Linked DNA regions of Mus musculus: all the other regions are linked to region 3. A link is a contact called in public Hi-C and HiCAR-type data. All regions are on one chromosome and are shown on one strand. The core of a region is the stretch at or near the end of the contact, and the rest is flanking DNA. Distances in the headings are between cores, read along the strand shown. Region 1 has its middle 140 kb from the start of Fam184a. Region 2 has its middle 56 kb from the start of Gm26177. Region 3 has its middle 42 kb from the start of Gm16998.

Evidence for each region. Hi-C and Micro-C count contacts between places; a contact is called where the count stands out from the background. HiCAR-type assays count read pairs that join an accessible place to other places.
Region 1: a contact with region 3 is called in a Hi-C map of granulocyte-monocyte progenitors, with 1.9 times the contacts expected there. The contact joins two enhancer-like sites. A contact is called at or near these places in 4 of 484 Hi-C or Micro-C datasets (CD4 T cells, granulocyte-monocyte progenitors, peritoneal macrophages and 1 more) and 1 of 115 datasets of contacts at active chromatin or transcription factors (microglia).
Region 2: a HiCAR-type map of Th17 cells shows a contact between it and region 3, with 4 times the contacts expected there. The contact joins two enhancer-like sites. A contact is called at or near these places in 1 of 15 datasets of contacts at CTCF or cohesin (CD8 T cells) and 3 of 115 datasets of contacts at active chromatin or transcription factors (CD8 T cells, Th17 cells and Th2 cells).

Annotation. Positions count from the first base shown.
Region 1 is chr10:53,886,519-53,890,290 of GRCm38.p6, reverse strand. No RefSeq gene overlaps it. Among named protein-coding and RNA genes, the nearest start is that of Fam184a, 140 kb to the right of the region's middle. Within about 2 kb of position 1,765, at least 54 of the 459 cell types and tissues checked have an H3K27ac peak or open chromatin away from gene starts, as enhancers often do. A contact at or near this core is called in granulocyte-monocyte progenitors, where this site is marked.
Region 2 is chr10:54,253,332-54,257,096 of GRCm38.p6, reverse strand. No RefSeq gene overlaps it. Among named protein-coding and RNA genes, the nearest start is that of Gm26177, 56 kb to the left of the region's middle. Within about 2 kb of position 1,991, at least 11 of the 459 cell types and tissues checked have an H3K27ac peak or open chromatin away from gene starts, as enhancers often do. A contact at or near this core is called in Th17 cells and Th2 cells, where this site is marked.
Region 3 is chr10:54,115,919-54,119,990 of GRCm38.p6, reverse strand. No RefSeq gene overlaps it. Among named protein-coding and RNA genes, the nearest start is that of Gm16998, 42 kb to the right of the region's middle. Within about 2 kb of position 1,965, at least 185 of the 459 cell types and tissues checked have an H3K27ac peak or open chromatin away from gene starts, as enhancers often do. A contact at or near this core is called in Th17 cells, Th2 cells and granulocyte-monocyte progenitors, where this site is marked.

The DNA of each region.
Region 1 (3,772 bases), core at 516-3,015, 230 kb after region 3:
GGGACAAAGAATTCCAGCAATGAAGGAAAGTCATTAATAATGATGTTGTTACATTTTTTTCCAAACAAGTTCAGCTTTCTTTTCCCCAGCTAGCCTTTCTTCAGCCACTCTAACTGGTGACACAAATGAATTATTACAATTTCCCCCTAAGCCACCTTATCTTCTTGTCACCAACCTCTGGAGCAGGTGCTAATATAAATGGCTACAGAACAAAGAGGGAGAAAAAAAACAAAGGATTTTGGAGGTATTAATCAGTCCCTACAGAAATCCGAAAGTGACTTTTGTCACTATTATAAATCAATATACAGAATTTCTTTAAGTACCAGATAAAAAAACAGTATAGGATGTCAAAATCATGATTAAAAGGTAGATAGACATAATGAATTTTAACAAGGTCATCAATTTCTTTGGCTGCTTTAAGAAAGTGGTATAGATCACTTTCTTCTCTCTGGTCTCCTTCACACAGTGATGCTCACATTAAGAGATGTTTCAGACTTTGCACATTGTATATTTAGGCTTTTAACCTCTCCCAGAGATCAGATAAAAACCACAAAACCAAAAAGCATTCTTGGCGCACGTACTCAGCTCATTCTTTAAAGAGGGCTCCAGCATGTTCAGGCAGGAGCAGCAGCGATGTCTTCACAGGTTTTATGTATTGATTAACTGTAGAGGACATTCTGTTTGAAACGAAACTTGAATACCTGTTAAAGTAAATGGTTTGTTCTACTTTGAAGTAAAGGGCATGAAGGGAAAGGGAAACACACCCACCCCTCCCCCTCCCCAGAAGTTACCTTTTCATCCATGATGTGAAAGCAGGGCATGGGGCAGGAGGTATGACTACAGGACTTAGCAGTAAGATGTATGGGTTGGTTTTTCTTTGTTTTTTTTCTGAGTTTTTTTTTTTCCTTCTGGGATAAAAAATCAAAACCAAGTGCCAATTCCCACTGCCCTAAGCAAAAGTCACTAGATGGCTCCCTAGTGACCTTTCTTATAAAATACTCATGGGCCCTATAACTAAAGAGAAGACATAAAAAAAAAAAAAAAAAAAAAAAAAAAAAAAAAAAAACCCTTTTCCTTTCTGATAACAAATACATTAAGATTCCTAGATAGAAACCGGATGCACAGCAAAAGGAATAGCAGGAAGTGAGAATTCCTCTGGTGTTATTTCTGTTCGTTACCTTTATAACTCTTACAAGAGAGCCCGGGATTACTCAATCTCAAAAAACCACCAAATAACAAAATCAAAGTAAAAACAACACCTAAGCCAGGCAATTATCCACAGATTGTAGATGGACAGGACTGAGAGGCTACACCGCGTGGTAGAATGGGATGACAATTCAAAAGTCACCGCATCAAGCAGAAACTGAAAGACACAGGCAGAAGTTGTATTGCAACATATCAGAAATAAGAGTCAAAACGTGCATTAGACTTCTAGTGGACTGACATCTTACAGAAAAGAAATGGCCCAACAAGGTTGTATCCACGAAGGAAATACAGTAAATAGAGGGGAAACACATGGTGGCTTCTCCTACTCCTCTGCCCAGCATCTACTAGTACCTTTCATTGGTCGAGACTACTAGGAGGTCACAACAGGGAACCTGGGAAATGTAGTTCCTGCCTTGTGTAGGTAGCCACACTAAGGACCAGACTGATAGCAAATAGAAATGAGAGGAAACAGGTATTTACCTGGCAAACTGTACAGAGCTAACCACGGTTTGCCATTTAGGCCCTCCACTTAGCTTGAGAGGCCTTAAGCAAGATAAACAAGCCTCAAGTCCCCAGCTGCTGGAAACTGATAGATTGAGCAATTTCAGTGCTGTGGTCTACCAGTCCTTTCTGCGCGGTAAAAAAAAAAAAAAAAAAAAACAAAAAAAAAAAAAAAAACACAGGACATATTGTTGAGCCAGTAACTTTCGAATCTTACCACTCAGCTTAAACAGTTAAAAGGTACACTCACGCATCCAGGAAAGTTCAAAAAAGATATTTAACAACTGCTTTCAAGGAATAGGCTTCAGAGAAGGAAATTTATGAGCCCATAAAGCACTTGTTCTGAAGTTAGAAGGACAGATGGAAGTGAAATAAAGCCCGAATAAAGCCTGGCCATCAGAAAGACTGTCTTCAATGCCCATGATAAAACTTTGAACACTCTGCTTCCAATTGCAACTGATCCTAGCTCCCAATTTTCTCGAGAGGGATAGAGGTACTTATCTAAGTCTTCCTCCGCCAGACCAGAGAGCAGAACTTTAAATTCTACTTAGTTGAGCATGAAAATGATAAAAGCAAAATGATGGTATCAGAAAGAAAGTTTATATCACTTAAGGCTACCTGCCTTATTAGTTTGATATTGCTCAGCAATGTGCATTCCTGAATTTTAGTTTTATTTAATTAATTTTCTAAAAGACATTTGGAATATTGGTTCCTTATTCCTAAATGGGTTTAAATGGCAAGGTGTAATTTTTCAAGGCTACTACAGTTGTTACCTTAGAAACTTCCTCTGCGTCCCTCCCTCCTGTACTGTTGGCATCTAAGGTGAGTATTTACAAGTGTCATTAGTACATGATATAGCAATTACTCATTACTGGTCCCTTTGTCTCCTACAGAAGAGAGATGGACAACCAAAACAAGTCCTCAAAAGCAATTTAACTTTCTAATTGGAAAACTATATGTCAGTCAGCACTTCATATCGATGCAAAGTGAATAGCCTAGTCGCTATTGATAAGCTTAATAATGTGAATGCAGAATGGGGCCATTTAATGATCCTTTTAGAGGACAGAATTTAAGTATTTTTGTCCTTTTTCAAAAAAAAAAAACAAAAAGAATTGGGGCACTTTCTAATTTTTTTACTACTTTGTTTTTAGATAACAGATAAATAACAACTGAAATACCCAACTTAGGACAACCGTTGAAACAACTCTTCAGGAAAAAAATTAGAACAACTTTAAAATACATAAGTGAGTAGCTGGAAAATAATATGTAAGTTATGTATTCCTCTTATAGAAAAATAATTATACCTATTTGTCTTCAACTTTACTTAGATCAAAACACACAATAAGCATCTAATAAACCAGTAAGAACATAGCTTTTCGCCCTTTCTCCTCGTTCTGTGTCAACAGATAGCTCCCAGAATTTTAAGCATTTTGTAGATGTGCCTCTATTGCCTATCAATAACCTAAGGTTCTAGATCAGGAGTTCCCAACTTCCCTAATGCTGCTGCAATCCTATAATACAGTTCACCATGTTGTGATGACCCCAACCATAAAACTATTTTGTTACTACTTCATAACTGTAATTTTGTTACTGTTATGAATCATAATGTAAGTATCTGATATGCAGTATGCTCTTATATCATAGGATCACTTTATAAATAAATGGTTGTGAGCCACCATATGGCTGCTGGGAATTGAAATCAAGACCTCTGGAAGAACAGTCCTCCAGCCCATACGTGCCATTTTTCAATGTGGGAGATCTATGTTGTCCCTTGGTTACTGGTCTCCAAGACTCCTATCTATTTCTTTTATTTTCTTTCCTCGGTTATTACTTCATAATTATTTTCTGACCAACTCTAAGAACTTCACTTGGACAACCCTCTTGAGAGCTCTTCATATTTGAGTCATATATAATTGCAAAAGGCTCTTGAGTACGTACGTGCTTCCAAAGCTTTGCAACAGACATCCTTTATAGCCACTCCTCCCAAAGTGTTCACTGCTTATTTCCAGTATATGCTGCAGGAGATGCGAAACCTAATTTAGTATATAATGAACATTAATGGTCT
Region 2 (3,765 bases), core at 742-3,241, 140 kb before region 3:
GCTCCTTGGGTACTCTCTCTAGCTCCTCCATTAGGGGCCCTGTGATCCATCCAATAGCTGACTGTGAGCAGCCACTTCTGTGTTTGCCAGGCCCTAGCTTAGTCTCACAAGAGACAGCTATATCAGGGTCCTTTCTGCAAAATCCCACTAGTGTATGCAATGGTGTGCCTCAGTGCAGGGTAACACCAGGGCTGGGAAGTGGGAGTGGGTGGGTGGGAGTGGGTAGGTGGGAGAGGGGGGTACTTTTAGGATAACACTGGAGATGTGAATGAAGTAAGTACCTAATTAAAAAAAAAGTAAAGAATACAAATGATGATAGGTAGGCTGTGTCACCTCCTCCAAACATGTGATGTTTCCTGATGAGACACACTGAATGTCTTTCCAAGGGTTTCCTCCCGTCAGAGCATATTGTCTTGCTACAGATGTTTCTAACTTCCACCAACAATTGGGTCACAATTATGTCGACATTGAGAATATGGCTGCACCAATCACAAATCAAGGCTGTTTCCCTGACTACGGTCATGTTACTGACAAGGAAAGGTAGCCTCTTTCTTGAATTACTTTGCTTTGCATCGTTCTGAGACCACAGTATTGTCAGAAAGCCAATTTTTTTCCTATATTTTCCTACTGATTCCAAAACCAATCCAATAGCTATCATTATGATCTTTACTTCTTAAACTCACTGGAGTAGTCACACTGATAACACCTCTATTGTCCCAGTTCACAGAGAATCAGCTACCAGTCAAAAAGAACCTTCTAGACTCCAACCCATAGGCATTCTTCAGATGACTGCTTTTCCTCTTGGGGCTACCTCTGAAATTTGCACTCTCAGCCCCATCCATCCCTCAGTAGGGAAAGGAGTCACATTCCTTCCTCAAGAACAGGCTTTCTCACATACAAATACTGCTACCTCAGATCCCCCTGCCATGTCTATGCCTATCTTTGAGCCTCTGAACAAGAATCCTCTTCAGTCTGCAACACTGCCATACACTTGTGAGTCTATTTCTCTGAATCACCATACTATGAAATCCCAGTAAAAGCCCGGTTCTGTACTGTATAGAAATTACCACATCATTTAGTCAATTCATTACATCCCTTTTTATAGACTATGGTATGAATATCTTCCATCTATCAAAGGAAACATTTCAAACAACTTTTACATAACTCATTCCCTTTCTAAATGCCAATAAGAATTCAGAGCAGGTGTCCAAGCTTACCGATTTTCTATCGTCCAACTATCTCCTTTTTTGAAAAATTGAAGTCTTCTGTTTGCTTTAAATAGTAACTTTATCAACACACACAAGCCAATGCAATTCCTTTAATTTAGGCTTTTGATGCAGTACACAAGGCTCCCAGGAGGGAAGAAAATACATTTTGCTTTCCAAAAACTCAACTTCCATCCACAGGCAATCAAAGCTAAATTATTTTAAACCTGCATGTGCTTGAAACTACATCCATCAAGAGGCATTAGGCCAGCGAGGCAGTCCTTAAGCCACATCTATAATTTCCCAGATCCACCTATTTACCTAACAGCATATGTAGTTTTTTTCCAGCCTGGCTAGTCTCTTCCATATCATTCTGTCCAGGCAGCCTTGTCACCCAGTACACACACCCATCACATTTCCACTTCTCTGCCATGTATCATCACCAAAAGTGTTCCCCCTACTTCAGGCTGCACTGGGTTTTTTGTTTCCAACCACACAGTAACTACTGTCTGAGTTTATCATGCCTTTCATGTTTCACCTTTAAATATGCCCTAGATTTCTGTTCTGGGGGAGAGAATGTGACCCTATCTATGGAATACTAGGCAACCCTTTATCCATTGTAAGTCTCTGTTTCTTTATCTATAAAATGGGATTAACAATACTCACCTTAACACAGCCTGAGAAAACAAATGAGATAATTTATGTAAAACACCTGGCTCAGCACCTGGTGATATCAGAGTAAAATGGATGAGTCTTTTGAAATATAATTCTCCAGATGTGGTTTTACAGCTCATCCTATTGCTCATGACTAATAGAAATTTTGTTTCAAACCCCTGGAGGTATTTCCCCAGATGTCATATGATTCATTTCTAGAAACAATCTACAGCTAATTAAAAGACTGTTTTTAAAATTCTAGGTAATGTTTATAATACAGTCTGGCAGTTTAGGGAGCAGAGGTGCTGAGTGTTCTACTCAGCCCTGCCATGCCTTCAATGGCCCCTTTTTGCTTTTAACCTGAGAACAGCATTCTTCCAGCTAATCCCCAAAGTTTGATCAGGACAGAAAATACTTCCTCTATGTCTTCCCACTTCGACACTCAAAATGGTCAATGCTCTTAATAAATTATCTATAATCCTTCAAGCAAACTTGCTCATAGGAAACTTTGAAAAGAAAGTGATTTTCCCTAAAGCAAAAAATAAAAATAGAGATGTCAATGGAAACTATCAATCAGACCGGTTTTAGAATTGACAGTTTTCTACAGTATTATTTAGTTTTGGGACCTGAGTGCAGGTCTACAATAAGGGGCTATATTTTACATCACATGGGAAGTCTGAACTTGACCTGTTTGCTCTAATCACTGGGATTGACCAACAGAAACAGATGAATACATACCATCATACAGAACACAACACAAGGCACTTTGTCCCTAAACAAAAGAAATCAAAGTTTCTCTTTGTTCAGCTGTAGATTAAATGTTATTGTCGTGAAAAGATCACATACCAAATTTAATTTGCTTCCACAAGATGGTTCATATAGAGAAAGCTATGTTTAGCCACAAAAGATATTGTAATGAACAAATTTAAATGACTCACTGCATTTAAGTAAATTTATCGGGAATATTTTGGTGCTAAATTTTTTTCTCCACTTTTTTATTAGTTATTTACTTCATTTACATTTCAAATGCTTTCCCAAAAGTCCCCTATCTCCTCCACCCCCCTTCCCTACCCACCCACTCCCACTACTTGGCCCTGGTGTTTTCCCTGTACTGGGGTATAAAAAGTTTGCAAGACCAAGGTGCTTCTCTCTCCACTGATGGCCGACTAGGCCATCTTCTGATACATATGCAGCTAGAGACACAAGCTCCGGGGGAACTGGTTAGTTCATATTGTTGTTCCACCTATAGGGTTGCAGAGCCCTTCAGCTCATTGGGTACTTTCTCTAGCTCCTCCATTGGGGGCCCTGTGTTCCATCCAATAGCAGACTTTGGGCATCCACTTCTGTGTTTGCCAGGCACTGGCACAGCCTCACAAGAGACAGCTATATCAGGGTCCTTCCAGCAAAATCTTGCTGGCCTATGCAATAGTGTCTGCATTTGGTGGCTGATTATGGAATGGGCCCCCATGTGGGGCAGTCGCTGGATGGTCCATACTTTCATCTCAGCTCCAAACTTTGTCTTTGTAACTCGTTCCATGGGTGTTTTGTTCCCAATTCTAAGAAGGGGCAAAGTGTCCACACTTTGGTCTTCATTCTTCTGGAGTTTCACATGTTTTGCAAATTGTATCTTGAGTATTCTAAATTTCTGAGTTAATATCCAATCATCAGTGAGTGCATATCATGTGAGTTCTTTTGTGACTGGGTTACCTCACTCAGGATGATACTCACCAGATCCATCCATTTGCCTAGGAATTTCATAAATTCATTCTTTTTATTAGCTGAGTAGTACTCCATTGTGTAAATGTACCACATTTTCTGTATCCATTCCTCTGTCAAGGGACTTGTGGGTTCTTTCCAGCTTATGGCTATTATAAATAAGGCTGCTATAAGTGTAGTGGAGCATGTG
Region 3 (4,072 bases), core at 716-3,215:
CCAAAACAACATGATGCTGAATGAACAAGTACAGCCATCACAGTGGAGACTAAATACTATCCTTTGGGATGGGCAGAACAGAACACATTGGCTATTTTAACAGCAAAGGCTGTTTAGTGGAGAGGTGAAAGAGATACCAGATAAAAATGAATTAATGGTGTGGGGACAAAGTAATGTGGAGGAAAGAAGCAGGGAACAGAAGCAGGCAGGCCACTTCGGATCCGAGGTCCCTGGAATTGAAAGGGTGGCCTCAAAGGCAGTGGTTCTTTGATGGTAGACTATCCCAGAACACTGCCCAATGCTGAAAGAAGGACTCCATTGAAAAGGAGTGTTTGAAATTAAGAGCAGGCTAAAAGCTAGTAAGGACGCAGATCCAGATCACAAGCAAAGCTGAGCTCTAATGTAAGAGGGGGCACTTCCTCTATAGACACAGAGAACACAGAAAGCAAGAGTAAACTTTAACTAAAGAAAAGGTTCCTCTACAAGAAGAGGAAACTCAGAGGCAGGAGCAACTTCAGGGTAGCTCTGTCAGACCAACAATGGAAAGACGGACTTCCCCACTACCACTGTATTTCCATATTCTTAATGATATAACCAACAAGGTCAGCAGTAAGGGGAAGTATAAAACAGTTCCCTTGAGAATGGCTTTATTAAAGCAAACACTGTCAGGCAATGCCAAGAATCTGTTTAAAGACATTAAGTAGGGTGATAAATGTATTTAATGTAACAATTAAGCAGTCAGGATATCAATTTTTCTTCATCCATCCATAATTGCTAAGATGTAGATCAAGATTCTAGCCTAACTCTATAAGAACTAAAGTTCCAGTAGGGAAGAAGAGGGTAAAAAACTATTTGATAGGTGAATAAAGGAGCTGAGAGCATCTACAAGAATGAGAGTTGTGACTTGAAGACAAAACAATCTTCCAAACAGGGGACTGATAGAGACGGCAGATAATGAACTGTTGGTGGCATTACAGGATGTAGTGGGCATCTCAGTGACAATGATAATAATGACAAGGTGAGCTAGGCTGCAAAGTGGGAGTGCAGTGGAACTCTGAAACTTTAGGGGTAGTGAGTGAATAAGACAATGAGAAGAAGTTGCAAAGAACAAGACAAAGCAAGAAAGAGAACGAGACATTGTAGAATAGAATAGCTCAGGAATGCTTACAAAGAATTTGCTCCTGACCTGTAAAGCAGAGACCCCTTAACAGATACCAGAGGAATGTTGTCTGGTCCTACTTGATGACTAACGGTAGGAATTCCACAGCTAGACTTCCAGGGCTTACAGCCCATATTTCCCCCTTTTCACAAGGCCCTCAGGAACAACAGTACCAGTAAATGACCAGCACTTCACATGTACTGAAAGCTCACAACAAAGCAAGTAGTTACACTCTCTTCTGCTCATGTTACACACGTAAGAATGAGTTTCCTAGTTTTCATAAACCTCGAACAGATGTGATAAGAGTAGTTCCTACCATACAATGTGGTTTTGAGTTTTCAAAGGAACAGTGTATTTTAAAAAAATGATTAACACATTGCCTGCCTCAGAAGCAATGTTCAATGTTCAATGTTCAAATGCTAGCTGAGGTATTAGATTAGAGTGCAAGGGTCAGCCTCAAAGGAACAGGACTTTTGTGAGCAGGAATGATGATGTGGAAGCAACATTAGAAGGGTTGGGAATCCTCACTCCACTTAGAAAGCATGGAATGAGAAATAAAGAAATAAAGGTTTATAAACTATCATGTTTTAAAAAGAAAACATTCTGGCTGAAATCCATCAGGAATTCTAGGAAAGAAACTAGAGAAACAATGTCCTGTTTGCTGCTCTAGAGCCAGGTGCAGACTAACAAGTGAGAGAGGAAGGACACTGAGAACAAAATATGTAGAGGAGAGCAGACTAGGTGGAGAGTCACCAGGGTCTCCTCACACCCTCACGTACTTGACAGGCTGCCTATGTATGCGTGTTCACCCTCAAGGAAGCTGTGACTCATTCAGTGGCCATGACTTCAGCAGTTGCTTAGGGAGGAAGATCAACTCGGAGAAACAGGAAACAGATGGCCCAGTTTCAGAAACAGAGTAAGTGTTCATGTGGTGGCTCATGATCATCTGTAACTCAGTTCCAGGGAACTGGATGACCTCTTCTGATTTCCAGGCAAGATTTGCCTCCACTAAAAAGGCTGCAGATGGAGCCTTTACAGTTGACTTATGGTGATGCCTAAGATCTCCGTGCTAGTGGAGAATTACCTCATTAATTATTATGAGCATAAATCAAACCATAGAAGTATTAAGATTGTGAAAAAGCTTAATATTAAAACAGTGATGTAATCAACAGTCAAGCTGAAATATGTCAGAACCCTCAAAGATGCTTATTATGGTAACATAATGGTTATATTGAGAAGAATTCACAAACACACACACACACACACACACACACACACACACACACCTTCCTGCTTCTCATTTGTTCCTTTTGAAAGTATGGTAGAGTTTTCCAAGAATTATTGAATGGAGATGTTCCTTCAAAGCCATGCACACATTGCTTTATGGTGAAATAAAAGAATTTTCTTAAGTAAAGAGTAGCCATATTATCCAATACCCACATAAGATGTGATTCTTCTATTCAAGAATTTGTGGGCTGTAGAGATAACTTGAAACTTAAGAGTTATTGCTCTTTCAGAGGACCCAGGTTCAGTTCCCAGTACCCCCATGATGGCTCACAACTGTCTACCTCTAGTTCCAATGGATTCGATGCCCTCTTCTCACTGCTGCAGGCACACATTTGATGCATATACATACATGCAGGCAAAACACTCACACACATGAAATGAAATAAATTAAAAAAAAAAAACATACAGAGAAACCTCCCAATTTTAAACGGCGGCTACAAGCCATCAGCAATGACTTATAAACCATTTTCTCTGAAATCATATTAAACATTAGAACACGAGGCACTAGTACTTTGGCAGTTTTCTAACTGATTACTACAACGCCACAAACAGGGTCTCTTTCCTCAGACTGGCTGAGAAAACTCAAACCTGGGAAGTAAATTTGAGTTAAGAAGGGCAGTGAGGCAAGAGTATAGATAAAAGAATGAGAAGGAACTGACTCAGCAATTGGTAAGCCTTGCTTCTGAGTGTATCTATGAGGATTTCCAGAGGTTCCTATGCAGGAGGGATGGAGAGATGTCTCAGCTCTTAAGAGTGCATGACTCTTATAGAGAAACTGGACTTGTTTTTAAACCTTATGTGGTAGCTCACATTCACCTGTAAATGAGTGCCAGGGGATTGAATGGACTCTTCTGACCTCCATGGGTACTACATGTAGGGGGGCAGATACATACTTGCAGGGAGAACACCATTCCTACACATAAAATAAAATGAATAAATCGGGGGATGGGGCAGTCAAAAGATTTGTTACAAAAAGTAAACATTTAGAAACATTACCCCACTGAAAATGCTTTAATAAGCTATATTGCTTCAAGAGTAATTATCAGCTGTTACATCACATCTTTTTGTTTGTTTGTTTGTTTGTTTGTTTGTTTGTTTGTTTGTTTGAGACAGGGTTTCTCTGTGTAGCTCTGGCTGTCCTGGAACTCACTTTGTAGACCAGGCTGGCCTCGAAATCAGAAATCTGCCTGCCTCTGCCTCCTGAGTGCTGGGATTAAAGGCGTGTGCCACCACGCCCGGCTACAGTACATCTATTAATGATGTTGATAGACTTGCATGTTTGACATTCCAAGATCTGAAATATGTGTGGCTAGGAAATATAGCTGTACTTTATAAAGTATGTTCTGATCCTAAAATTCTGTACTTAGAAAATTCTACTTTCAATACCTGCCAGAAGGGAAATTACAAATCATTTTCACAATTGATTCTGTCTTCTGGCTAACAAAATTGAATGCTTTACTAACTCACAATACGAAGAGAATAGGATGTCAGAGTTCTTTCTCCAACTCTAACACAACAGATAATTTTCTAACCATCTTTATTTACTCCTTTTCCATTTATTGAACACCAACCATTCTATCAGTTGCTGTGTTTTTAGTCTCAGGAATCAGAGATAAAGATCTCAGC